Linked DNA regions of Mus musculus: region 2 is linked to region 1. A link is a contact called in public Hi-C data. All regions are on one chromosome and are shown on one strand. The core of a region is the stretch at or near the end of the contact, and the rest is flanking DNA. Distances in the headings are between cores, read along the strand shown.

Region 1 (5,488 bases), core at 1,231-3,730:
TGCTTGAGCACATAGATGTGGAGGTTGGCAATAATCTACCCTGAAGCCTCTATCTCCCCGTCTGTGTGTCCCGCAGGGCGTCTGTGGAGGTGTCCAGGCCTTCGTCCTTTGTATGTTGCCTTCCTTTTTCCTTCTCTGGAGACTTCAGATGTGTTGAATTGAAATTTGTCTTTTCCCGCTTGTTTTTCTAGACTCATCTAATGTTAACCGTGTGTGTGTGTGTGTGTGTGTGTGTGTGTGTGTGTGTGTGTGTGGTTGGCAGGTGAGTGGGTATTTTCTTTGCTAATGTCACATCATAGTTTCCTTTGTGACCCTTGGAAGTTTTATTGGTTAACCCTGGGTTAATTAACTCCTTACTTTCACATTATCCCCCACTCGTCACCTGTTTATCTTTCCCCCTATTTCTTGGCAGGTATTGTTAATCTCCCCTCCGTCCTGTTAGGGGCTGTATTTACTTTTTTCTTTTTCACAGTTTCACTATGTATAGACTTGTTTTTCTTCACAAACTTTTCTGATATCATCATTTCAGGAAGACAGCAGTTCATCTGCCTTTACACAGCTTTAGAAACCGGTGACTGTAAGGTTCTACTTTCAAAGAGAAAGTTCTGTGTCCTTGGTTGACCAGTTGCCCTGGTGGACTAGATGACGGAGTGGGAGTTGAGCCATTTTCTTTGAGGCCCCTCTTGTGTTGTCTGCATGCTTCTCCCACTAAGGTATCCATTGCTCTCAGAGAGGGGGGTCTGCTGTGTCCCTCCCCGCCACACTGTTTCCATGGCTCCTCTCCTGCTGGCCCTCCAGATGGCAGTCCTCCTCTGCCTGAGGTGAGGACAGGGAAGGGGGCTCTGTGTTCCTCATTGCAGGTCTTTCTGTCCAGCTCCCACCACCCTGATTCCTGAGTCTTTGGGGTTTCGTGCTTTAATTAGCTTGCTTCTTATCCTCTCACCTAGAACAAATTAAAACATTAATTATCGCTTGTCTCTCTGCTTTTCTCCTTCCAAAAATTCTTTGACCTCTTGCCTGCTGCTACCCCAGCTCATGTTTTCTCTGCCCTCACAGATTTAGACTTTTACCTTTTCATTGTTCCTTCCGTGGGGGTCCATACATAGTTATAAACAGGAGCCTTGATCTGTTTATGGAAACCTGTAGAGACATTTTTAGTAAGAGCTTCTCTTACAAACTGTTGTCTACATGTTTGGGTTTCAGTGTGCCACCTGGTAACACTCTGGCTCCAGAAGTGTGTGCATTAAGACCAGAGGGGACTTCAGGAGATAAGTATCTGCGGGGTCGATTGTTGGCAGGGCCCTGGCCTGAGGAGCTGTGTGAGGTGGGGCTGTCTCTGTGTAGATTAGCCAGGAGAAAGTTCGTGGTACTGAGGCAGTGCTTTCAGAGTGATTGCTCCCTCGGGTGTGCAGGGTAGGGCTGGGAGGACAGCCTCTAGGCCAGTGGGTTCTCTGCCCATCCACAGGAGGCCAGGCTAGGGTTGCTGAGTGCCTGTGAGGGGGGCTGCTGTGAGGGATGGTGGGAAGGGACAGTTTTAAGGTGAACTGGGACAAGGGTTAGCAGAGCAGCACCACAGGAAGGCAAGGGCCACAGGCTGGGCCCAGAGGATACTCTCTGTGGTGGGAGTAGACCCTCAGGGCTGCAGCTCTGCCTGCTGCCTGCTGATGCTCTCCCTGATGCTGGAAGCTGCAGGCTCCTTGATTGAAGCCCTGCCTTGCTGGTCTCCACCTACTCCTATTGGAAGATAATCATGTTTTCATAATTGATACTAACAATCTAACAGATATGGCTAGCCTCACTCCTCAGAGAAAGACAGAATGGCATGTATCACAGGCAAAAGGTTTTTTTTTTTTTTTTTTTTTACTAAAGTTTGTGTTTAATGCAATTTTTAGCAATAGAGAACAGAATGGAAAAAGAACCTTCTGATTCATACTTATTAAGCAACCCAGAAAATAAGTTAACTGTAGTAGGGCAATCAGGAATTTTATCTACAGGCACAGCTTCATAGTATCTGTATGTGTGGCCCAGTGCCAAGACCAGTGTGAAACTAAAAACAACAACAGCAAACTGTTAGAGCAATTATAACAAGTCAACTTTGTATCCTTCTGTGTCAGGAATGAAAAATAAAGAGTCCAGCTTCCCCGGCCTGCCGGCCTGCCGGCCAGTATTTAGCATTCCTGCTGCTGTTTACAGAGCTTTGCATATGGTCTTTGAAACCCTGCGTGCTCTTTCAGCGTGAACCATCTACTCACTCTTATCAGCTTTCAAGATGCTGTCTCTCACAGCTCTGCCACTGTTAGAGCAGGTCCGGAATCAAGCAGGGAGCTGGGAAAGAGCTCCGCTGCAGAGCTCGGCTGCAGACCGCCATCCTGGCTGGAGGTTGCTAAGCTTCTGTGTACATTCCTGGTGCCCTCCTGGTGGCCTGATCCTTAGGCCTCCTTAAGTTAAAAATACTGGGTGTGTGTGGTCTTGGCAGCTGGCACGAGGCCAGGCTTTTTATATCCTGCTCTGGCCTGGGAATGGAGCTCAGCAGAGGGGGTGCACAGTGTGGGGAGGCCCTGCTGCCTGGCTGTTCTGGTTTTGTTGTTCTAAGGAAGAGACAGCTGATGCTGGCCCTCCACGCGCATCTTTCTTTTGGTCTGATGTTTGTTAGAGTAGCCATAGAGAGCCAACTTTAGAGTTTAATTTCCTTTCCCCTTTGAAGCCTGTTATACCATCTGTTAGAGAGAAACTTCTATGCCTAACTACTTATACTTTAACTAATTAATTGGGCACTGGGTTCCTGGACATATTTATTAAATGTCAACAACTTGGGACATTTAGTCTTTGTTTTTAGAGTTTTATGTCCAGTAGGATTTTTCTTAAACTATGTCCAGAATATCCTCGGGAGTGTGCACACTGCTTTACATTTTTTGTTATGAATTATTGATTAGATTGTTCTGAAGGTATCCATTTGTTTCTTCCTCCCCACAGCAGCACCTAGGAAGCTGTTTTCTGTCTCCCTCCCTCTTCTGGGTGCTGTTTTACATACTAGCATGCCAGGGCTAAAGGAGGCAAGGCAGACTCATCGCCTGCTTGTGCTATTAGACATCCGTACAGTGAGGAACAGTGCTGTGGAGTCTTCATTGTGAATGCTGTTCAGGCTGTTCCCTGCAGTATGTGGGTCAATGGGTGGCCCAGTTCAAGACCTGGGGCACTTCAGAAGAAGTGAGGTGTCTGCCCCTGGAGAGGTGTCTTCTGGGAGAGGCAAGCATCCATGTGTGTCTTGTGGGGAGGGAGTGGCTAAAGCGCTTATGGCGTATGATTGATAAGCCGATTGTCACAGTCGGGTGGACCCCAAGGAAGGGACAAGCATGTCATTGGCCCTGACAGTGATTGACAAGGGGAGGCAATTCACGTGCTTTCTCAGATGAAGATGCACTAAAGCGTTCTTTTGCACTGTTCTTCCCAAGGCCTCACGGCCACATGCCTTGTGACATTCTTGGGATGTTTTTACACAAAGTGAGGTCCTTTGCAATTTTAAGTATTCTTTACATTTAATTTATGTTTGTGTGTGTCCTGAGTGTGGTGCAGGCATGTCAGTGTGTGGGCACATGGAGGCCTCTGTTGGCCTTGTTGCCTTGAGACAGGGTCTGTCAGCAAACAGGTGCACATTACTTTCTCTAGGCTGCCTGGCCACCAAATCTCTAGGATCTTCCAGTCTCTGCCCCCAGTGCTGGGGTCACAGGTGAGCAGAGCTGTTTCTCACTTTTCTTGTAGATGCTGGGGATTTGAACTTGGGTCTTTATGTTGGCCATAGCAGGTAGTCACCTCCTGGAATTGAAGACTATTTTCTGGCAGACTTTAATGGGTAGCCCTGGCTATGGCCCTGCATGGCAGACTCGAGCTTGCCCCACTTCTTAGCCCATGCGGGAAAGATCCTGCTCGTTCGTTCTGAAGTTGGCCCAGTGCACAGAATCAGCTCTCACTAGGAGCACTTACTTGCTTCCTTCTTTGGAAATGGAAACTGTTGGGCAGAGGGGTGGACATGGCGAGGGTGTTTGAGCACACTATAGCAGACCGTTTTGGCCTGGCCAATGTGAATCGATGTGTTTTTATTAGAGCTCTTTGGCTGATCTTGGACTGTAGCATTCTCACGTTGGACTGAACGTTAACAAAATATGGATGCTTTTCTTCCTTGGGATCGGCTGCTAAATGTAAGGGGCTTTGTGGATCAGTGCTGCGATCTCTTCATTTGTAGGGTGGGAGTCCACTAAGATGGGAACTTATGTGGAGGGGTTTGCTGAGGTTCTGAGTCAGAGCCCTTTGGAAGGCATGTTGGAATAGGCCATGTAGGTGGGGAGAGCCTCGAACTCTACCTTTGCTGGGGATGGAGGACACTTGTGCTCTTTTCTCTCCTTATCTCCCCGCCCACCCGTTTTAAAGTAATTCTGTAAAATATATAAGAATGTAACTGCTTAATGCAAAAGTAAGACCCCATTTTTCAGAGATAAAGTAAGTGTGTGTGTGTGTATGTATGTGTGTAGCCGTGAATAACACAGCACAGTGCTGTGCCCCTGTGCTGTGGTTTCCTCCCTGGCTAGTGCACCTGTGTGTTTGCTGTGTGCTCCTCTCTCCCATTTTGTGTAGGCTGCACGGCAGGCCTTTGTGTGGATTGCTGTGTTCAGGCCAGCATGAGGGGACTGATTTCACTGCTGCTACAGGAGGTGGTGGAGGAGAGCTGGCAGCTTTAAGGATCACGAGCTCTTCCTTTAAGGGAATTTCCTAGAAGTGAAAAGAGGCCACCTAGCCCATGATCAGAAAACAATCAAAGCAGAAGAATGGAGCATCCGCCCTCCTGTTGCTTTTAAAAAGTGTTCTTTCCTGGGTCACAGGAAAGTGCCACTGGCAGCAAGTGACCTCACTTGGGGGCTTCCTGGGACTGCTTAGCTTGGGAGTGGAATATCTTGTGTGGTCTCCTGTTTTCCATTTGGCCTTTGATCTGTCTGCCTTCACTCAGAAAGTTTAAAATTTACCTGTATTTTGTAATACCCAATTCATAGACTATAAACATAGCCTGTGTGTTCTGAGCATGTTTTCTCTGTTTTGTAATCTGTGCTGTTGACTGTAAATCTTAAGACACTCCTTAGAGGTTATTCTTTGCCTGCTTTTGGATCTGTAGTGAAAATTAAAGGTACTTTAAAGTCCAGAAAGTGGATGATGTCCACTGGTCAGTAATTAGTGAACTCGGTAAAGGGCAGCTGCTCAGAGAAGTAGGAGAGTCTGTGGTGGCTGGGCATGTACCAGGGCAGCTGTGAAGTAACGTGGCAGGTGGCTAGTGAGAATTCTGTCGTTCTCCTTACAGTACATCTAAAAGCTCAATAACTGTTGGGTGGGAGTAGATGAGTGTTGAGCATTTGTGGAGAGTGTACATGGTCCAGAGCTCTATCACCAGCATGTAAAAACCAAAGCAAAAGTCAGGCATGCTGGTGCACACCTCTGATCCTGG
Region 2 (5,632 bases), core at 488-2,987, 150 kb after region 1:
TCCTGGAGAAGATGGGAGCCAATATTGTGCGTCTTTTAGCGTCTCTCCAGTACCAAGCTGAAACCAGCTGTTTCTCTATGGTGAAGCTGTTCTCCTCCCTTCCCCATGACTGCAGTTTGGCTTCTTCCCAAGCTGTGTCAGTTTTTCAAGTCAGTTGAGAATGTCAAAGTGGCTGGTGTTGAAAGAGCCAATATGTTGGAAAATCCTTGAAGCCAAGTTGAACAGTAAGATGAATTAAAGACTATATTAGTGGACGGTTTTAAAGTCAAATTTGAGCGGGCTTAGGAATGACTTATTGAATTAATACTTATATATCAGATGTGCCTCTGATCAATCCTTATAAAAATTATTCCCAAATATGAAAAAATTAGCATTTTACAACTGAAGTATTGCTTCCTGTGGGGGTACACTTCGAACATAGGCCAGTAAAGTTCTTGAAGCAATAATACAGAGAAAGCATTTTATAATGAACATAAAAGTATTTGAGGAAGTGAGAAAAGGTCTGGGGACTCTCTCTTTCCCTGAGTCTGCTTTAATTCTTTTTAGCGGTTGGCTTCTCCATCTTGTGTGATTACTGTGGTGTGCTCATGCTGGATGTGTCGCAGGCTGGTGTTTGGAAACTGGCAACTGTGAACAAGTGACGAGTGAGCCCTGCTCACCCTGTTGTCATCTGTGTGCATTTCACTGAGATCTGGTGCATCTCGGCCACCGCTGATAGAACTGTTATGAAAGCCAGGGTGTGGGCCAAGACACAACATTACACTCCGTGCCCACCATGGGCTGCCAGCTCAGGTGCGCTCTTCCTGTGTGCTGTTCACTTTGCTGTTGGCTGTGTGAGAGTTTAGATCTGGACTATGAATGAGGAACATGTGGAAGGGCAGACACATCCTGACATGGCTGGGCTTGGCCTCCTTGTGGCTCAGTTCACTAAACTGTATGGAAACTCTGTCTTGTCCCTGCAGCTACGTTCTGCTGTTTAAATCAATGGCCTGAGTGCTCCCTAGCAAGAGTGCTCCCTAGCAAGTCATGTCCTTTCTTTAAAAAAAAAAAGCTCAAGTCCCCCACCTCTCCTGCAAGGTAATGTCCATTCCAGAATTGCTTCTGCTGCTTGTCATGGGGAAGGGGGGATAAATGAAATAGTGAGCAAATACACATTATTAAATGAGAATTAAATATAGCTTTGACTGAGTAGTCTGTGTGAGACATGGTATATTTTAGCAAGTGTTCTAAAGACGATGAGACTTCTCAGAGCTTGTATGGGTGATTTGTGTGCCTATGTCTACTGTGCCTTAAGTTGGTTCCTTTCCCCCAAGCATCCTCGTGTCTTCCCTCTCCCAAGTACAGCTTCTTTGCTCATCTGAGTATGTGAGCAGTGGCTAATGGTGAGAATCTTGGGGAATTACTTCATATGCTCCTGCAAGAATAACAGCAGTCGTCAGACTTGAGGCATATATACCCATGATAAATCAGCCATCTAGGAAGAAACTGAGGAATCCTGATTATTTGAGATGAAAAAAAGTATTTCTTTACTGTGTGGATACTCAAAGGCCTGCAATTCTGACAATAATAACCTTTATAGAAATTAAGCTCAGCCAGAACCCAAAACACCTGCTGACATCACTCTCACGAAATAGGTTTTGCTTTCTGATCAGCTATGGAAACGTTTACCGTATGCAGTGTAACGCACACGCATTTTCTTCTGTACAGAGGATGCGTTGGAGAACTTGACCTCCCCAAAGGGTAAGCGCTGAAAGGAAGGAAATGGAGAGCTGCCAGGCTTGTTGGCTGGAGTCACGGACAAGAGCAAGGCCTGTCTGAACTGCCACTCAGTTTTTATTCTGAGCATTTGCAGGGCTGGTGATTAGAGTGGCTTTCGCCCAATTATGCTGTGATTATTCTGCTGCACTGTAATTGACTGGGGAGATATGCTAATACCTGTCATTTGGGATGATAAAAGATGAGCGGAGGACGCAATGCATTATTTAGCTGGCTGTGTGATAGATGAGGGATGCGCAGAGTGCTTTAATTGCTGAGAAGAGAGGTTAAGCTGAACGAACGGATGAATTAGAAATGAGTTTTTTTTATGGCTTGTGGAAAAGTGAAATAAAGGAAATTGTGCCTTAAACTAAGGCAGCAACTAGAAATGAGCACAGGCGCTGGGGTCTTCCAGCATCTTGCTTTATCAATTCAAACACAAATAAAAGTGTACCTTAGAGTTGAGTAAATAATCAGCAGAGTGAGAGTAGACAAGCCATTCTGTTAAGCAGAGACAATTGTAGAATCATCTTTACCTTAGATGGTGACATTGGTGATTTGTGATCCCTTAAATCTAGTTTCAGCTCCTGCTAAGGGAATATGCAGTGTTTCTGGATTCGAATCTTTCGACGCGAATGTATAAGGCTCAAAGCACATACATTCTATATGCCTGTTTCTGAATCGAAGCAGGCCAGGAGACAAGAGGAATGAGTGTCTATAATGCCAAGAGAACGTAATACTATAATTAGTGAGAGTGTACAGACAGACCTGGGGCACTCGGTGGTGTCTCTCATGAGCCAGTTAGGCATTGGCATTTTCTGGAAACACAGAAAAGAGCGTTAATTTCCTTTTTCGTGCTGTTTCCCATTGTCACATCCACGGTAGTCTTCTGCCCACGTTTCTCCACAGTACTTAAATGTATTATCTTGGTGCCTTCATGGTTATTCATACAGTGTTGGTGTTTGCTTTGTTATAGTCATGTTCAGTTAATAGAAAATGATGTGGCAGACACAGCCTGAGCAGCAGTTTGCAGAAGAGGGTGGTTCACAGTGAAGACAGGCCTTGCACACGCTGGCTTCCAGGCAAATCATGTAACACACCAAACAACAGTGTATGAAAATGTCCTCACCCCACACGAAACTGCAGTTTGATCTTGTGGATGGTCAGAGGGAATATGGGACGGGAGGGTGGGGGCACACGCTGGTTTTCTGTGAAATGAAGGTGGCGAAGTTTTGTCCATGGTTGAATTCTCTCCAGCCAGCCAAGCTTCACTGTCTGCCGACTCAGCAGCACTGACCAAGAGCTCGATGTAAACCCAGCTCTGAGGTGTGCATGGGTTTCTGTATGGAAACATCCGAATGACAGTGCTGCATTCTGCCAGACAGATTGACGGTTTCTGGGTGATTACCTTCCTCCAATACAGTTGGCATCCCTCTCCCTCCCTCCCTCTCTCCCTCCCTTTCTCCCTCTCTTCCTCTTCCTCCCTCCCTCCCTTCCTCTCTCCCTCCCTTTCTTCCTCTCTTCCTCTTCCTCCCTCCCTCCCTCTCTTGTTATTGTTACTTACTTGCTTGCTTGTTTTATTTTTCACATTTGATCAGGAACAAAGTAAAGCTTCAATCTGGATACTTTCTATCGATTCTACAATGGACTCTTGTAGCTCCAGAACAGAACATTGTGAGAATAGAAGACATAAAGGAAATCAACATTTGCATAGCCTCAGGGAATTTAGGATTAAATGAACAGAGCTGCAGTGAACAGCAATTTATACCAAAAAATGAAAACTTGAGTTGTACCTAATGAAAGTGCCACATTTCAGAAAGCAAACATCACAGCTGCCCTGGGAATCGGGACTAGTGTTCCAAATTGAGTGTTCTTCCCTGTCAGTAACCTGCTTCCTGTTGTACTCAAAAGAAATCCAGGCTGCTCAGGTGGCCTCCCCTCCTTCCTCTCCCCACTCAAGAACTATCAAAGGCTGCAACCTTGTGCCTGAATCTTTCCCAGTTTTTCTCTTAAATTTGGACTTTTTTGAGTTCTCTCTCAAACAATTTACTTTGTTTTATGGTTAAAAAAAAAAAAAAAAAAAAAAACAACTCATGTTCTCTGGCTTTTGTTTTGTTTTTTCCAAGACAGGGTTTTGTTTTGTTTTGTTTTGTTTTGTTTTGTTTTTTCCAAGACAGGGTTTCTCTGTGTAGCCCTGGCTGTCCTGGAACTCACTTTGTAGACCAGGCCGGCCTCGAACTCAGAAATCTGCCTCTCTCTGCCTCCCAAATGCTGGGATTAAAGGTGTGCGCCACCACCGCCCGCTTGTTGGTTGTTGGATGTAGCATGTCTCATTATAAATTTGGTTTATGGTTAAAGAACTGTATGTCAGAAACTGCACATTGTTGCCATTCCTTGTGTCAGACTAAGTTCTGTCCTTTCAGAAATGCTAGGCCACGATACAGGTTTGTAACCAGAGGCATTCTAAGCCCAGTGTCGTCCTTCTCCTCAGCATCTCTGACTAGCTGACCACTCAGTTAGAGGTGATTGCCGTTCAGTTGGGCTTGTAGCAGTTCTAGGCTAAGAGAAATAGTTGTTTCTTAATATGTGGATATATTACTCTGTACAGTCTCATGTTGATATTTGAAGCTAGCTAGTGTCAGTGACCATGAGAAGTTAAGCAGCCCATTTTGGCCATGTCACAAACTGGGAACTGGGTCTCATGGAGATGATGCTAACCAGGGAGTGCTGCTCAGCTGAGGCTACTGCCTCTCCTGAGGAAGTGGTTCCTGCTGAATGGAGAATGGGCTGGAGTAGTGTACCATGGACCACAGGTGTGGTGCTGTGTGGCCAGATGCCTAAAGCAATTCTAACAAGGCATTGCTGCTTTGTGGCAGCATCAGACTCATTAGCACAGTACCTGCATCCTCTGCTCAGGGTCTCAAAAAGCAGCTCTAATAGGACTATTGAGGTTGGCAGAATTCACCTGTGTGTGGCTGTCATTCTGAAGCTCTCAATTTCTTGTGGGAGGTCAGGCACAGTTCGTACTCAGTTCTTGGAGGAGATCTGCAGGTCTCTGCCACTTGGCAGCATTTCATGGTCCACAAGATTTGCTTCATGTCCCACCCATGTTGTATAAAGCTTTCCCTTGATGAACCAGGCCCACCCTGGACAATATGCTATTGCTAATTAAGAATAAACTGATTAGTGCCTTAGTTACATAGGTTCTACCCAGCTCTGTCCATACTGTAAGCCTCTGGAAGGGAAGTTCTTACACAGACTTCTGTGTAGCGCTCGTGCTGTCCCACAGTGCCTATGTTTGTTGAGCTCTGGACTTTGCATTTCTGGCCAGGGGTCAAAAATAAAGTCTGCTTAGCCCTAGCGCAGTGGTTCCCAACCTGTGGGTCGTGACCCCTTTGGGGGATGCACATCAGATATTTATATCACAATTCATAACAGTAATAAAATTACAGTTGTGAAGTAGCAATGAAATAATGTTATGAAATAACACTGAGGATCTGTATTAAAGGGTCACAACATCAGGAAGGTTGAGAACCACTGCCGGGGAGACTTGAGATGCTGTGGAGGGAAAAAAAATTATTTATTTATTTTATGTGAGTACACTGTAGCTGTCTTCAGACACCACAGAAGAGGGCATCAGATCCCATTACAGATGGCTGTGAGCCACCATGTGGTTGCTGGGAATTGAACTCAGGACCTCTGGAAGAGCAGTCAGTGCTCCCAACCCCTGAGCCATCTCTCCAGCCCAAGAAAATCTTCTTCCTTTCTTTTCTTCTCTCTCTCGCTCTCTCTCTCTCTCTCACTCTCGCTCTCTCGCTCTTCCCCTCCCCCTCCCCCCCCCCTTAAATCATTATTTTGATTTTTGGTTTTGATTACT

What was found. A called contact is a pair of places that touch in the nucleus more often than the background predicts.
Region 2: a contact with region 1 is called in a Hi-C map of cerebellum, with 2.3 times the contacts expected there. The contact joins two enhancer-like sites. A contact is called at or near these places in 2 of 15 datasets of contacts at CTCF or cohesin (both in embryonic stem cells), 12 of 484 Hi-C or Micro-C datasets (cerebellum, embryonic stem cells and trophoblast stem cells), 3 of 115 datasets of contacts at active chromatin or transcription factors (all in embryonic stem cells) and 1 of 9 other capture datasets (embryonic stem cells).

The regions. Positions count from the first base shown.
Region 1 is chr17:5,056,106-5,061,593 of GRCm38.p6, forward strand. The region is part of intron 2 of Arid1b (AT rich interactive domain 1B (SWI-like)); the gene reads left to right. Among named protein-coding and RNA genes, the nearest start is that of Arid1b, 64 kb to the left of the region's middle. Within about 2 kb of position 2,481, at least 126 of the 459 cell types and tissues checked have an H3K27ac peak or open chromatin away from gene starts, as enhancers often do. A contact at or near this core is called in cerebellum, where this site is marked.
Region 2 is chr17:5,210,499-5,216,130 of GRCm38.p6, forward strand. The region is part of intron 4 of Arid1b (AT rich interactive domain 1B (SWI-like)); the gene reads left to right. It overlaps Gm34854 (a long non-coding RNA gene), which reads right to left. Exons shown (of 3, transcript XR_876354.3): 1 at 3,320-5,632; 2 at 2,292-3,129. Among named protein-coding and RNA genes, the nearest start is that of Gm34854, 11 kb to the right of the region's middle. Within about 2 kb of position 1,738, at least 80 of the 459 cell types and tissues checked have an H3K27ac peak or open chromatin away from gene starts, as enhancers often do. A contact at or near this core is called in cerebellum, where this site is marked.